Regions from separate parts of the Mus musculus genome. Here region 2 is linked to region 1. Evidence: chromatin contacts called from public HiChIP or PLAC-seq data. All regions are on one chromosome and are shown on one strand. Each heading gives the region's core, a stretch centred on a gene start, on an enhancer-like site or on the middle of the called end of the contact. The rest is flanking DNA. Distances are from core to core; before and after follow the strand shown. Region 1 holds the start of Kcnb2 (potassium voltage gated channel, Shab-related subfamily, member 2). Region 2 overlaps Kcnb2 (potassium voltage gated channel, Shab-related subfamily, member 2).

The links. HiChIP or PLAC-seq counts read pairs in DNA pulled down with a chosen protein or histone mark.
Region 2: a contact with region 1 is called in an H3K27ac HiChIP or PLAC-seq map of VIP interneurons, with 3 times the contacts expected there. The contact joins the enhancer-like site here to the promoter of Kcnb2 in region 1. A contact is called at or near these places in 4 of 115 datasets of contacts at active chromatin or transcription factors (VIP interneurons, embryonic stem cells, forebrain and 1 more) and 2 of 9 other capture datasets (embryonic stem cells and pancreatic islet).

The regions. Positions count from the first base shown.
Region 1 is chr1:15,284,160-15,291,404 of GRCm38.p6, forward strand. It overlaps Kcnb2 (potassium voltage gated channel, Shab-related subfamily, member 2), which reads left to right and starts at 2,766. Exons shown (of 3, transcript NM_001098528.3): 1 at 2,766-3,325.
Region 2 is chr1:15,647,924-15,655,168 of GRCm38.p6, forward strand. All of the region lies in intron 2 of Kcnb2 (potassium voltage gated channel, Shab-related subfamily, member 2), which reads left to right. Among named protein-coding and RNA genes, the nearest start is that of Gm51617, 34 kb to the left of the region's middle. Within about 2 kb of position 4,033, at least 32 of the 459 cell types and tissues checked have an H3K27ac peak or open chromatin away from gene starts, as enhancers often do. A contact at or near this core is called in VIP interneurons, forebrain and pancreatic islet, where this site is marked.

The DNA of each region.
Region 1 (7,245 bases), core at 1,516-4,015:
CTTTATATGCCCCAGTACAGGGGAACGCCAGGGCCAAAAAGGGGGAGTGGGTGGGTAGGGGAGTGGGGGTGGGTGGATATGGGGGACTTTTGGTATAGCATTGGAAATGTAAATGAGCTAAATACCTAATAAAAAATGAAAAAAAAAAAAGCTGGGGCAATATGCTCTGGATGTCTAAGAGCAGGGTATGTGGGGGTGAGGGGGTGCGGGCACGGGGTGTCACTGAAGAGTTAAGAGTAAGAAATGGGCCTGAGAAGGCTTTGGTAATTTGGACCTGAGATGTAGTAAGGAATAATCTAGGGGAAACAAAAAAGAAACAAGAAAGAGAGAGAGAGAGAGAGAGAGAGAGAGAGAGAGAGAGAGAGAGAAAGACTCAGTGACACAGCTGTGCAGGCTCAGTGATGGCTTCAAGGTTGTTCTGGAGACACATTGTCTGAAGAAAAGTGTAAACTCTATGGAAAGGCTGGGGGCAAGGGAATGCACTTCCTGCCAGCTCCTGGACCTTAGAGTTGGCGCTTGGGTCCCGGCCAGGATAATGATAAAGGTTTTAGAATCCAGGCATTCTGTTCTTGGTGCTCACACTTCAGAAGTCCCAGGGAGAGGAAAGAGAAGCCAAGGCAAGTTTCTTAATGGAGAATGATGGACTTAGAAGAACCAGTTCCCATAACATCCAGCAATGTCTGACAGCACAAAAAGATCACTCAGCACAAGAGAGTCACGAGTTCAACATAGTGAAACTGGGAAGGCCACGCCAGCCATGCCCTGCTCATAGGACTACATGAGATATGTTTGAACACAATAGGTAGACAGCCTTGGCCATAAGTCATGTTGAGGGTCCCAACTTTGAATATATTTTCATGCCCTGAATTCTGTTCGAAGGAGTGTTTTAAGTTATGTGTTTTCCTGAAAGACACTCAACTGTTTTGACTGCTTAATTTTCCACCCATCAAGGTGTACCTGAGTCAGGAACCTGAAGATCCCAGGAATTTTGTTCAAGTTTATTGTTTTTATTACACTCCAAAGTAGGGAAGGGGCCTGGGGTATCCAGCTTATGGCCCTCTTTTTAAGGGGGAATTTGGCATAAAATTCCAGACAGTAAACAGACCACTAAATCAAGCAAACCAGGTTTATTTTTAATTTAATTTTGTTTTCAACTTATTTTTACACGCCATATTCCATTCCCCACCCCCATGCACCCTCCAACTGCTCCACATCCCACACCTCCTCCCCACCTCACCCAGTCTCCACTTGGATGCCCCCACACCTCACCACACCCGACCTCTAAACTCCCTGGGGCCTTCAATCTCTTGAGGGTTAGGTGCCTCATCTCTGAATGAACACAGACCTGGCAGTCCTCTAGTCTATGTGTGTTGGGGGCCTTACATCAGCGGGTGTATGCTGTCTGTTTGGTGGTCCAGTGGTTGAGAGATCTTAGGGGTCCAGATTGAGACTGCTGGTTCTCCTACAGGATCACCTTTCTCCTCAGCTTCTTTCACTCTTCCCTAATTCAACAACAGGGGTCAGCTGCTTCTGTACATTGGTTGGGTGCAAATATCTGCACCTGATTCTTTCAGCTGCTTGTTTGGTCTTTCGGAGGGCAGTCATGATAGATAGATCCCTTTGTGTGAGCACTCCATAGCCTCAGTAATAGTGTCAGGCCTTGGGACCTCCCCTTGAGCTGGATCCCACTTTGGGCCTGTCACTGGACCTTATTTTCCTCAGGCTCTTCTCCATTTCCATTCCTGTAATTCTTTCAGACAGGAACAATTATGGGTCAGAGATATGACTGTGGGATGGCACCCCCCTCATTTGAAGTCCTGTCTTCCTGCTGGAGGTGGACTCTATAAGTTCCTTCTCTCTACTGGGGGGCATTTCATCTTTGAGTCCTGGGAATCTCTCACCTCCCAGGTCTCTGGTGGACTCTGGGGGGGTCATAGCACCCCTGTGGGAAACAAGAATCAGAGTGTCTAAAGAGTCCTACCCAGCTTTAGCCTCAGACACAGAAAGGCCAGTGACTCCTGGATATGGTCCTGAATAGAGCTGGAGGATACAGAAGTGAAGTCAGATTCCACCTGGGCTCCTTTTTATCCGAGAAACTTCTTTTGTGGGAAAATACTCCGTGGCCCATCCTCAGGAGCCATATGTCCTTGTCCCAGTTCCCCATGGTGGAACAAGGAGCACTGGTTCTGGTCGCTTAGGGGTCTGGCAGCAGGAGAGCACAGCAGATGGAAGAGAAAGGCCAGGAAATCCATGAAGCTGCGGGAGCATCTCGACGGGCTTACCAGGGCTTCCCCGGCCGCGTGTGTGGGGTGGCCGCCGGGCTGTGGACCCCTTGCCTAGTGTGTCCGTGTGCAAGCCACCAAGAGAGACAGGTGGGTGTGGAGCCCGGACCCAGGCGGCCGCAGGAGCCTAGGGAGGATCGGGCGAGGTGTGGGCGGCGCCCGACCGTCCGCGCCCGGGCCGCACCCTGGGCACCGGGGGCGCTGTCTCCTGCCGAGCTCAGGCGCCGGGAGGCCGAGCCTGGCGTTTCCCAGGAGGTGCCGGGCCAGCGGTGCATCCCCGCCACCCACCCCCGGGAGCTGCGATTGCCTGGGAGTCGCTGGAGGAGGAGAAACAGAGAGAGGCGCTGGCGGCCGCTCTGCCCGCGGGTGCGCGGAGCGCGGAAGGCGGAGCGCGAGGCTGGGTGGCCGCGGGCGTGTGTGCGCGCCTGGCCGGAGAGCTACGGGGCGGGGGACCCGCGCCCGGAGCGCCCCGCCTGGTTTTTCGCGCGGAGCCAGCGTCGCTGCTGCACAGACACACACCCACCGAGCTCCACCGAGTGCCCCTGAGCACCCGCCGCCCCCGCTGGCCACAGCCGCTCCTCCGGCAGCGGGATCCAGCGCCAAGTCCAGGGCTGGTGCGGCGCGCAGAGAACCTCTTGATTTTTTTTCCCCCTTCACTCCAGCCCTCTCTGGTCTGGGCGGCGGCGGCGGCGACAGGGGGATGGGGGCTCCACGCGGGGAAAGGCGGGTGACGATCGAGGAAGATTATTGTTCTTTTTAAAGGATGCCTTCGCTTCTTACCAATGCGGCTTCTGTGAGCCCTTTTACTAGAGACTGCGAACCGGAGTGAGATATGTAAAGAAGGAAGGAAAGCTGCCTGGAGCTCCAGCCAGCCGGGCAGACCCTCCTCTCTGTGGAGGGGAGGGGGATTTCCAACGACACATCATTGGCAAAAGGGACCTTTGCAAGAGAGGAGTCCTCTGAGGGAGCAGGGAATCCCACAGCCCCCTGTGGCACAGGAGCCAGAGCTGCTGGCTGAGCAGAGCTGGGTCCGTGGGAGCTAGGTAAGTGACCTGGGCATTGCAGCTCCCCAAGAGCTCTTCTTTAGAGATGCTTCACTGTGGCAGTCTAGTGAGACTTGAGTTGCTAAAGGAACTGGAAACTGCCATATGGCGCCCAGTGGACTTACAAACAAAGCTGGCTGGGTTGTTAGCCCTGACAGATTATTAACGAAATGCTTCTTCCTGGTGGGGGAGACACACAAGTATAAGCCCCTTAAAAGCCTAACTTGATCAAAAAGATGAAACTGTTGTATGTAAGAAAGGAACCCCGGTTGCCTTCTCTTCCTGATCGCTTGATGGTAAATGCCACACTTGCATGCACACACTTGTCGGACTAGACTTAGGGAGTATGATATCTGTTGTGTATGCACAGTCCCCAGAATACAGAGACATACATGCATTTTATTCCTCAGTGGTGAGCAGTCTTGGTTCCTCGGAAGGAGCTAGAACAGGTCTTTAAGGAAAGCACTCCAAGGCTTTTTCCAATACAATATGTCAAGGAGACCTGGGGATACAGTTGCCCTGAGTGGCACTGAAAGACACCACCATCTGCCTCATCTTTTGTTGCCAAGACTTAATGAACCTTTTCATGATAGTACCTTGCCATCTATTACCTCAGATAAGGAGCATTTGTTTTCATCCATTCATAAAAAGAACCAATGTGCAATGTGCATAAACATGCCATTTATGCGACGTTTATGACCCCACAAGTGTTTTGACAGTAAAGAATAACATAGATAAGACTAATACTAGGATATTTTGCACAATATATGCACAGGTAGGCATCGGGGTGATTGCATGTAGGTTCAACACTCCATCCAATCAAGTCACACACTAATGTCAATATTTTAAATGACATTTCACGTTTCTAATTTTTTCTTATTGATTGGTTGGGGGTTTGCTGACAATCTGACTCTTTTTTCAATCCCAACTTTAAAAAAAGTAAACATTTTACTGTTATTATTTTCAAATGTCTAGCATTGTGTAGGATAGATACCTTTGGATTACTCACTAGTGATAGCACATTTCGTAGAATTAGCAAATAATCAATTTTGGTCAAATGTCTGAAGTCTTTCCTGTCAGTGACTCCTGGGAAAGAATTCGAAAAGAGAGTAATATGTTAAAATTGTTCATATCATAAAGTCTTATCTATTTCACCCATTGGGTACTTGCGCAGGGTACATCAATAAATAAAAAAACTTGTCTCACACTTATCCTTTAATATGTGAGTAAAACATTTAGAAATCTGCACTAGAGAGTTCTTGTGCTTAATCTAATCAGAACGTTCGGTAGTTTGGCCCTTACACTGTGCATGGAAGTGTACATGTTTCAGTTTGGCTGCTTCCAGTGCTATTTTTTTTTTCCAGTGTGGGGCTTACTTATGTAGCCATGAAGACTCCCTGAGAATACCGATCATCCAGTATAGAAATAACTCACTTCTCCACTGAATGGGGAAGTCACCTCCAAGTGTTTATATGCACCCACAAAGCCACCCCTGTGGGCCGCTTCTTCATGGAGTACCTCTGGGTTCAGGGCCGTTGCTCATGACAAACAAGGTTCCCTCCAATATACTCTTCTCCTTTCTTGAGCACTACTCAGACTTTTGGAGAAAGGGGTGAGCCACTTGGCAGTTCTCTTTGTGTTCTTTCTCCTTCAACCTTCCCCTCCCTGTCTTAGTGTCCTCCACTGTCCCTCTTCCACACACCCCTACCCATGGACTCCAGAGAAGGGCTCTGCTGCCTGCCACTTGGCACTTTTGACTGCATACTTTGTCTCCATCCTCTTGTGTTTAGCCCCCTTTCCTGAAGAGAATCAATCTGTGTCTCACTGTCTTCAGATCTACTTCACCTTATCCTACACTTAAGTTCTCCAAGTATGTTTGTTTGTCTGCTGACTGGTCAGACAGACAGGAGGAAACTATCACCTCACCAGTGCTTTTGACTTGGCTCTCAAAGCTTCCTTGCTGATGCCTGCGGTGTGTAGGGGGATGGGAGCAAAGCCTGCTCTTCTAAGATGTTCAAGAATGAGATTGCTAGAAAAATGCAGGACGTGGGTTCAATCACATTTTTGGCAATGTAAAGGCATATCTGATCAGATTTTTGGTAGACTATCTGAATGTTTAAAAATGTCTAAGTCTATGGAACACTGAAAAGTAGTTTGCTTCTTGAAAAAAAATGCATGTCTTTTGATTTTTACTGATTTTATACAGAAATCACTGCACCTGTATACATCTTATGAAAGTAGATCACATATCATATTACTGGCAATCTAGGAAACCCACAAAACATACTTCATTCCACCCCAGCTCATGTCTTTTGTTTGATTAGCTCTTGAAACTATGGTCTTTTATTGACTAGTTACTAAGATAAAATTTAAATTAATGGGAAATTACTTCATGTGTATTCTAAGGTAGACAGTGAAGGTTGGGATACTTTGTTTATTTCAGATTACTCTTAACAGTTTCTTACAGTCACACAGTCACCAAGTCACAGTTACACAAGAGCAAAATGCTTGCTGGTTTCACAGGGCCTTAAGAGGCATGCAAAGTAGGGATGGCTTATATGTGACAGTTTTGAAATTATGAGTATTTTTTAAGGTAAGACTTTATACTCATATTACTCCCAGGTGATAAAAGAATCTTTACAGAGCAGAGCAACTTTGAGACTTTTTTAGTTATGGACCACAAGTATCTCCAGAGACTAGAGGAAATAAATATATATTTCCTCTCTTCCTTTATAGATATGTAGTGTTCCAAGCTCTTTATTAAGGTGTACTCTATAAGAAAGCAAACCAACTGTGTCAGGAAGGGTCTTTCAATCCATGTGAGCCAAGGCAATACTGCAGCCTCTTTAAAATGCCTTTTTCATCAGCTGAACTGTACCTGATTTTACTCTGCAATTTAATAACATAAAGATACGTAACTATCTTCTTTGTTAGTTGGTGTAATGCTTATTAAGTATAAGAAGATTGCTGGATCAGAATGTAGCACAGGCTTGATGCATGGACGACAACCTCTGTCCCCAGCTTTTAAAGCAGAAGAGGGAAAGACAAAAACCAAATCCTTGCATTCTTAGCTGAGGAATGCTTCAGTTCAAAATGATAGAGTTCTTGCATGTAGAAACACATTTCACAATTTCATACTTAATAAGTTAATCAAAACAAACTCATGATCAAGGTTATGAAAATTTGCCACAGGCTATGAATTCAGGACTTCTCTGGAAACTCTATCATCAATAACACTAAAATTTTACTAAATGTTCCATTTTAGACTTACAGAGAACATCAGAATATTTTCATTATAAATAAGAATATTTATTTTGTCTTCTTTAAATGAATAAAATAATTATGATAGTCCACACTTAGTTGAGCCAGGTCTTAAACATATTGAAAATACTTTTTCAGTGTTACAATCTCCTGATGGCGAAGGCATAACTAATGCCCTTTATATGCAAACATGAAAACTAAAATTCACATATTTTTCCTGCCTAAAGTCACACAGGAAGGAAATGGAGAAGTCTGTTTGAAGTCAGTATTTTGGGTTCAGGAACACTGTGACCCACTTTGATATTAGAGCATATCAAGAAGGGTGACCCTACATAGAACCAGGATGTATGTTTTCATTTCTTGATTCCTTGGGAGCTGTATATTCTCTCTAAGGGTGGTCCTAAGAATAAAGAGAGGATTTGAAAGACCAAATTGAAGGGCATCTTGTTGTTGTCTTAATTCAAGAGAAACCCATCTCCCACCCTCCATTCCCAATAAATGTTCACTGTGAATCTGACAGAAGAAAATAGCTTAGTTTTAGGTTGACTTTCAAATTGTGGTGGGGGCTGTCTTAAGAAGGTTAACATTGTTAGACAGCATTGTGCTTATAGTGGCCCTTGGAAGTTTGGGGCTAGGTGAGAGCCACTATGCATAAAGCA
Region 2 (7,245 bases), core at 2,783-5,282, 370 kb after region 1:
ACAAGAACAATTTCCAGGCTGAGGCACATAGTATGGCCCTGTCTCAAAAAAATAAATGAATAGAAATTTCAAGCACAGTGAAGTCAGATGCTTTAAAATAGAGGTGAATATAATCAAAGCTAGATTCTTACGCAGTCATTGCTCTTCTTGTCATCATCTACGCTTTGAGCTTCAATGAGTCTAAAACCATTAAGGAAGAATGTAAACATTCCTCCTACAACATTTGCATCTGAGAAGAGATTGTCCTGTGGTGGGAAAGATCAGGGTTATCGTTTGCTCACTTCCTGCTACTGTATCTGATCTCTGAGTTTTGGCTGTCTCATAAGTTGTTATGATGAGGACTTAGAGATAATATACCACAAGTACCTTGCTGATACCTTGTGTCAAAGCACTAAGTAAATGGGGGCTACCAATAGAGCAGCAATTGTGTAATATAAACAAACTGTCTGAGGGAGCATCAAGATGGCTCAGCAGGTAAAGGCATCAGCCACCAAGCCTGAGGATTCAAGTTCAATCCGGGGACCCAAAAGCTGACATCTGACCTCTACCTGCATGCTTTTGCCATTGCATACCTGCACACATGCATACAGGATATGTAAAAAAAAACTATTTAAAAATAAATACAATACTTGAAACAAAGTATTTCAAAGTAAACGTGATGGCTTCTAGCTCTGGATTGTTTGTTTTTCCCTCACAATAACTGTGTGGCCTGAGTGACCTTGGCAATGAACCTTTTTGAGTGTCAGTGCCATGTAATAATGTAATATTTCATGGAATAATATCTGATCTGACAACCTCACAGAATTACCAAAGGGTCACGTGAGGTGGCAGATATAGACATGTGTTTATTAACACTAAGAGCTTTGCATGATAGGAAATATTGCCAAAGAAGATGAAAATATATGGAGAGACACATGCAGAGAAAAGTTATTTGGTATATCTTGATAAATAAGTGAATGAATTAATGAATGAATGCCTCAAAAGGCTCCCTTCATGTGAAATACTAAGCGCTTGATTGTTGGTCTTAATAGAGAAGACATGACAAAGGCAACCCAAAACAGAGGTGGCAAGTATTTCATATGATATATGATAAGCTAATAATTCTTAGCTTGAATAACCATGACACAGAAGCCCCCTCATACACATAATGTATACACACATACACTCACACAATGACAGTGAAGTTTTTAAAAATGTAATGACTTATGTCAGACTTTGGCATATAACTCAGTGGTAGAGCCCTTGCTTTATATGAGTGAATCTGTGGCTCAATTTCCAGTAACACATACCCACAATTGCATGCACACACACAATACACACATATATGCACATACACACATACATACATGTGTGCACAATACACACATGCATCTACTCATGTACATATACATGCATGCATACACATACACTAACTTATATCACATATTATTTAGATGATAATTTTTTTAAAAAGCCCCTGTGTTTCTATTTTAAAGTCACCCTGTAGACAGCAAATGCTTGAGAAAAATACAGTTTGTATTATAGGATACAAAATAGCTTTTTTTCCTATGATATGAGGTAGAAGCGTTTAATCTCATATATTCAGAACTTCACTAGTGACTCTTGCCCATAAGAACTGATTCTTCATACAAATCCTTTGTGGTTTAGCAGAGAATTGTGACCAAATGTAGTCATGGAGAGAACAGATGCAATCTTTTCTTAGCCTAGGAAGTTAGCCCTTTGCTGTTTAAAAACAGCCTGCCCGGATAAAACGAAGCCTCAGCTCCTGTAAGCTTGTCAGCCTCTTCTGCCCACCCCCCACCCCCACCCCCACCCCCACCCCGCCCCAAAGCCTGCTGAATCGCTGGCCCTGCTGGTACTTGCTTGCTCAATGGAGAGTGTCTTGGGAGAATTGGTTTGTGGTGCATCTTAAGAAAATTGCTCCTTTTGGCAGCATCTGGTTACGACCTGGCATCTCAACTGTGCAGCTGTAACTGTAATTGACTAGCATTCTGAGCAGAAAGGACAATGGCCATGTTTGTCAGGCACATACTTTTGTGAAAAGAGCCCCACTCCTGCCCAACATGTTCCAATTTGCCTTTAAATAGCTTAGCTCTGAGTAGCCATCTTCCACTCATTCTCTCCTTTTCCCATCAGGTCCAGTGTGGTACTCTGTGCAGTAGAATCCCGGGAGAGTCTTTTTAAAGTTAATATGCCTGGTTTTTTGTTTTTCTGGGTGAAAAGAAAACTCAGAAGAAAGTCTTTATATTTTCACATATCTGTTGGGAAGGTTTCTGTGGCTCTAACATCTATCTTAAAGTGCCTAGCGCTCGTAAATTGCTGTGAGTGGCACCTGGTAGTTATGGTGGCAAGGAGTTCATATGGAAGAGAACAGCTTTTCCAGCAGGCTTCCTTTGAAAGGAGCACACAAATGTGGAAACATGGTCTACATCCTTTGCTTAGTTCATTCATGAGACTAAGGCAGCACAACTATGAAAAAGGTCTCGGTTCTGCACTGCTCCTACCTATGCAGCAGCAGGAGAAAGGACATGGACTCCATGACCATGACCAGCTCCCTGGCATCTGTCACAGCCTTTGGTTTAAAATAAGAGAAACTTGACCCAAGTGTTGTATCTTCCAAAATTGGAAAGATAAAAGCAATGAGTGGCACCCCCACTGAGGCAATCTTAGGGATATGGGGTTCAGGAAAGTGTTACAGAGCATACTCAGAGAATATTAGTTGCTGTCCACAGAGCCTCTGGCAGGGCTATGCTGACCAACACAGGAAGAATGTCAACTGTAAGTGACAGGCAGCTGGCCAGAGAGTAGAGATGCTCTGCCCTTCCTTGTTAGGGTAGCAATGGAAAAGGAGAATGGTGTAGAACTGTCGCTGTTGCTCCATGGAACTGTGATGTCCACCTACAAGTATATTTCCATCAAGTACCTAGGGGAACTGATGCCTTCTGTTGGGGGCTATTTGCAGCATGGCCAGGATTGGGCAGATTGCATTAGGTAGAGAGATCCATAAGGTAGTAATATCTGCTACCCTTCAGCCTTTTGTGCAATCCAAGGCCCCTCTTCCTACAGATCATACCAGTTTTCTCCTGCTGTGAGGGACCCACCATTGAGGGCCACTCAGACACAAGTTTTAGCCAATAGAATTAGCTGATCAGTAAGTACACTGGGTGCTCACCCATTTAGCACAGGTTGGACTCTAACTTGCTATGTAACCAAGGGTTACCTTGAGCTTCTCATCCTTTTGCCTTTAACTCAGGAGTGCTGGGATTGTGGGTACTGGCCACCATGTCCACTTTGTGCAGTGCTAGGGACTGGGCCAATGTTTTCGCGCGTGCGCGCGTGGGCGTGCGTGCGTGCGTGCGTGCGTGCGTGCGTGCGTGTGTGTCTTTAGCCCTTCACCTACTGGGCTAAACCAGAGTCAGAAGTTTCTGTTCTCTGATTGAAGGCAGTGTTTCTTGCTATGGTGAGACATTACACACACACCACGCAGCTGTTTTTGTTTTGTTTTTTCATTTTCATTTCCAAAAGAGACACTGAGAGGCGCATGTGGACTTGCCTGCTCTTGCCCACTCAGAACTACAATTTAAAAGCTAATTAACTGTGGCTTGCTCTTTTTGCACTGGGGGATTCTTCCTCTTCACTAATTTTGAATTTGATTGGAACATAATTTCTATTTTCAAAAAACTTACCATTCCTGTATCCCTAAAAACCATCTTCAGTAGTTTTGCTCCAGAGACATCAGTGGACTCACTAGAGGGTTTCCAGAGTTTTCAATGTTGTCTTAAAGTCTTAGACTGGATTTTATCGGTAGACCAGAGCCTTTTGAGGGAGTCTGAGAGTGGAGTTTGAGTGGAATGCTGAGTCCCTGGCAACCTGGCTGCCTGTGAATCTGATTTCTGCCTTGATCTGTATGTATCTAGTGCCTTCCCCAAGTGCACAAGCGTCATGGCCAGCTCCAGGCACACAGGCACCCTGGGCCTTGGCCCACACTCCCTGAGCAGTTTAAGCATGGGAAACAACATACAGACTTGGAGAGGAAGACAGTTGTTCAAAGGCAGAGCGGGGACAGCAGGCTGAGCAGATGAAATGTTTACACTGCCTATGAGGCTCTCCGCTCAGCTGCCAGAACCAAACAACATCTGTTGTGGTCCTGTGGGGCCCAAAGGTTCTCATCACCTCTCTGTCGGAAGTAGTCAGGGGGGCCGGCCTGACTGTGACACCATCTGTGTGCCAGGGACCCCAGCCAAATGACCTGGCACTGGAGGGCTTAATTTCTCTCCATCCAGGCTGCATCAAGAGAAACGTCGGAACCCATGAGAAGCCTTCTTTCTCTTCATCCTCGTCTGTCTGATCTGCCCCAAATTCATCTGAAGCACACGACTGCTAAGTGTTCAGGAACCCAGAAAGCTGCTTTCCACTGATACCCTCTGTTCTCCCACGCCCTTCTTCAACCTTCAACTGCTGCTATTTTGGAGCCCAGAGAATACTTGACATGAAGCTGAAGAGCCAGGGCTGCAGTTCTGAAAACAATGTCGGTTGGCTCTGCCATAGTCTCAGAAAGTCACGCGCAGGAGACCTCCCTCTGGGTCTCTGCAGGCAAGACTTCAACAAGTCTCAGTTGATGGTGTATGTTCCTGACAGAAGGGGAAAGAGGCACTATCCCATAGTAAACAGGGAAGCTGCATCCACCCTCATTTTATACACAGCCCCCTCCCTTGCCTTTCTAGATGTAGCACTTGGCCAAGCAACCTCAGAATCACCTGGGAGCTCAACAGGAGCTTCTCAGAACCTCCTTGACCCTTCAATTTGCATCTTAACAAGACCCCGGGCGATTTGTTTGCACACTGGAGAGCCACCCTGACTAGCAGCTGTAGATAATGATCTTCGGCTTTAAAGGAACACCAAGTTTAAGGAAATTGTGTCGGGAAAAATCACACTGTAAGCCAGAAAAGGATAAAAATGCTGACACTTCTCAGACAGAAAAGCACCGAACCTGTTCATCTTAGGTCTGTCTCCTCTGTCCAGCCTCCCGTTCAGAGACAGGAGAAGAAAATATTTAATATTTGCAGGCCTCCTGTTCCTAATAGCACCTTGCAAATAAACAGAGGAGTGTTTCCTGTAACTCCCCAGGAGCAAGGAGGGCCTGTCCTCAGTCACCTTCTGCTGCAGCCAGGAAACAGCCAGCGGAGACCATTTGGAACTTCCCTTGTCACTCAGAGGCCATTAAACTTTTACAACATGAGAAGTACTTTTTCCAAAAATAAACTCCAGAGTTATCATTTCAGTAGGCAGGAGAAATGTACATCTCTTACTTTATCACCGAATAAGAAAATTCTGTAACAATCCTAAATTTCTTCTGATTCTACCACCTTCTCTTCTTACCAGGAAAAAATGATAATAATAAAGCCACATGGAGTTGTTTATTTTTCTAAAGAGCATCGAGGCACACCTGTGCCCAACCCCGAGCCTCTCTCTGCCTCCAGCATACCAGAAGCTGTTATAAGGGGGCTGAGAAACTGAAACATCTTTGGAAGAAGAGGAGAGAAGGGCTGGAAGGGAGGATGCACAGAGAGAGAGAATGAATGGAGGCTCTTCATTCACCTCCAAGAGGTTCTCATGAATGTCCTTCCAGGGCATTCAGTTCTGATTTTAGACTTCATAAAGTTTACAGTCTGACTCTGTTATTTCAGCCATGGAGAGTCATAAGGGTTGAATGTAGTGTGGTGTGTAGTGTGTGTGTGTGTGTGTGTGTGTGCGTGTTATACTGTATATGTATATACTTATGCATATATGTATATGCATATATATATATAAAATGAGTGGACATGTGTAGTGTATGTGTTGTGCATGTACTGTATATGTATAATCAACAGACATGCACAGTGTATGTTGATGTAGTGTGTAGGATGTATGTAGTGGAGGAGGTGTAGTGTACCGTGTGTGCATGTGCGTGCACATGTCCACACTGAGAGAAGATTCACTTAGAAAGCAGCAGGATGACTCTTTATCTCAGAATATCAGATACAAATAAGGACGTATGCACCAAAAGGAACTGAAGCCCATGTGGATAGACTCCATGGTTGCTCTTCAGTGCAGCATCAGCATCAGCCAGCACCTGTCTGCTGCAATCCCTGTAGAACTCAGCATCACTGTCAGCCTACCTGAGCAGCTCTGTGGCTCCAACCAGTCCTCAATGATTCATGTACTTCCCAGCTTTACTGGAACCACACGCTTTGCCCTGCTGCTCCAGGAAATTTCCTCCTGAAAATAGCCACGGCATATTTGAGGTTCTCCACATATTCTCCCAGATCCCATATTCTCCTCTAACTTTCTGAGGTTACCTTCAGCCTAAATTACCTTCCTCTTCCATTACTTCAAATGCCATCTGAGATAGGTTCATAGGTAAGTGTGATGCCCCTGCAGAGTGCTTCATGATTGATTTCGGCTCTTGCTTTTCTGGATGGATGTATACACTGTGTCTGACTTTTTTCTCATTACCAACACTATATTTGACATGTGGGCATGAGTCTCTTTATGCACCTGAAAGTAGAATTATGAGTCACAGGATAGAGTTTTGTGTTTTATTGCCAGTTCTTCTGCAAAATAATATCATTGCTACAGCTTTCTGAGGAGCAATATATAAGACCTTCCTTATCCTGTCAGCTTTTCCCTTAATACTATAAGGGTCTTTAACTTAGGCCAATACAAGGACAAAAAGACATCAAAATGTTGTTTAAATGTTGACTTTTTGATTAGCACATTTTAAAATATATAATACATACAAATGCATATTTATAGAATTGCATATAGCTTAATTGTGTGTGCTCACACATGAGCATGCTCATAAGTGAGTGCAGGAGCCCTAGGAGGCGAAAAGCATCAGGTGCTTTCTAAGAGCTGGAGTTACAGGTAAGCCGCCCAGCACGACTGACAAATGGACTCAGATCCTTTGCAAGAGCAACACATGCTCTTAACCACTGAGCATTTCTCCAATCCCAGCTTGCAAATCTTTCCACATGTTCACGGACCCAACTGTGGGATCTCCCAATGTCGTGCATTGCCAAATATTCTATTAAGCTAAGAAAACATTTCAGCTGTGCACGATGGTACAAGTCTTTAATCCCTGCACCTGGGAAGCAGAGGCAGGTGGGTCTCTGGGTTCAAGGCCAGCCTGGTCTACCGAGTAAATTCCAGGAAAGCTAAATCTACACAGAAAAACTGTCTCAGAGGAAAAGAAAAGAAGAAAGA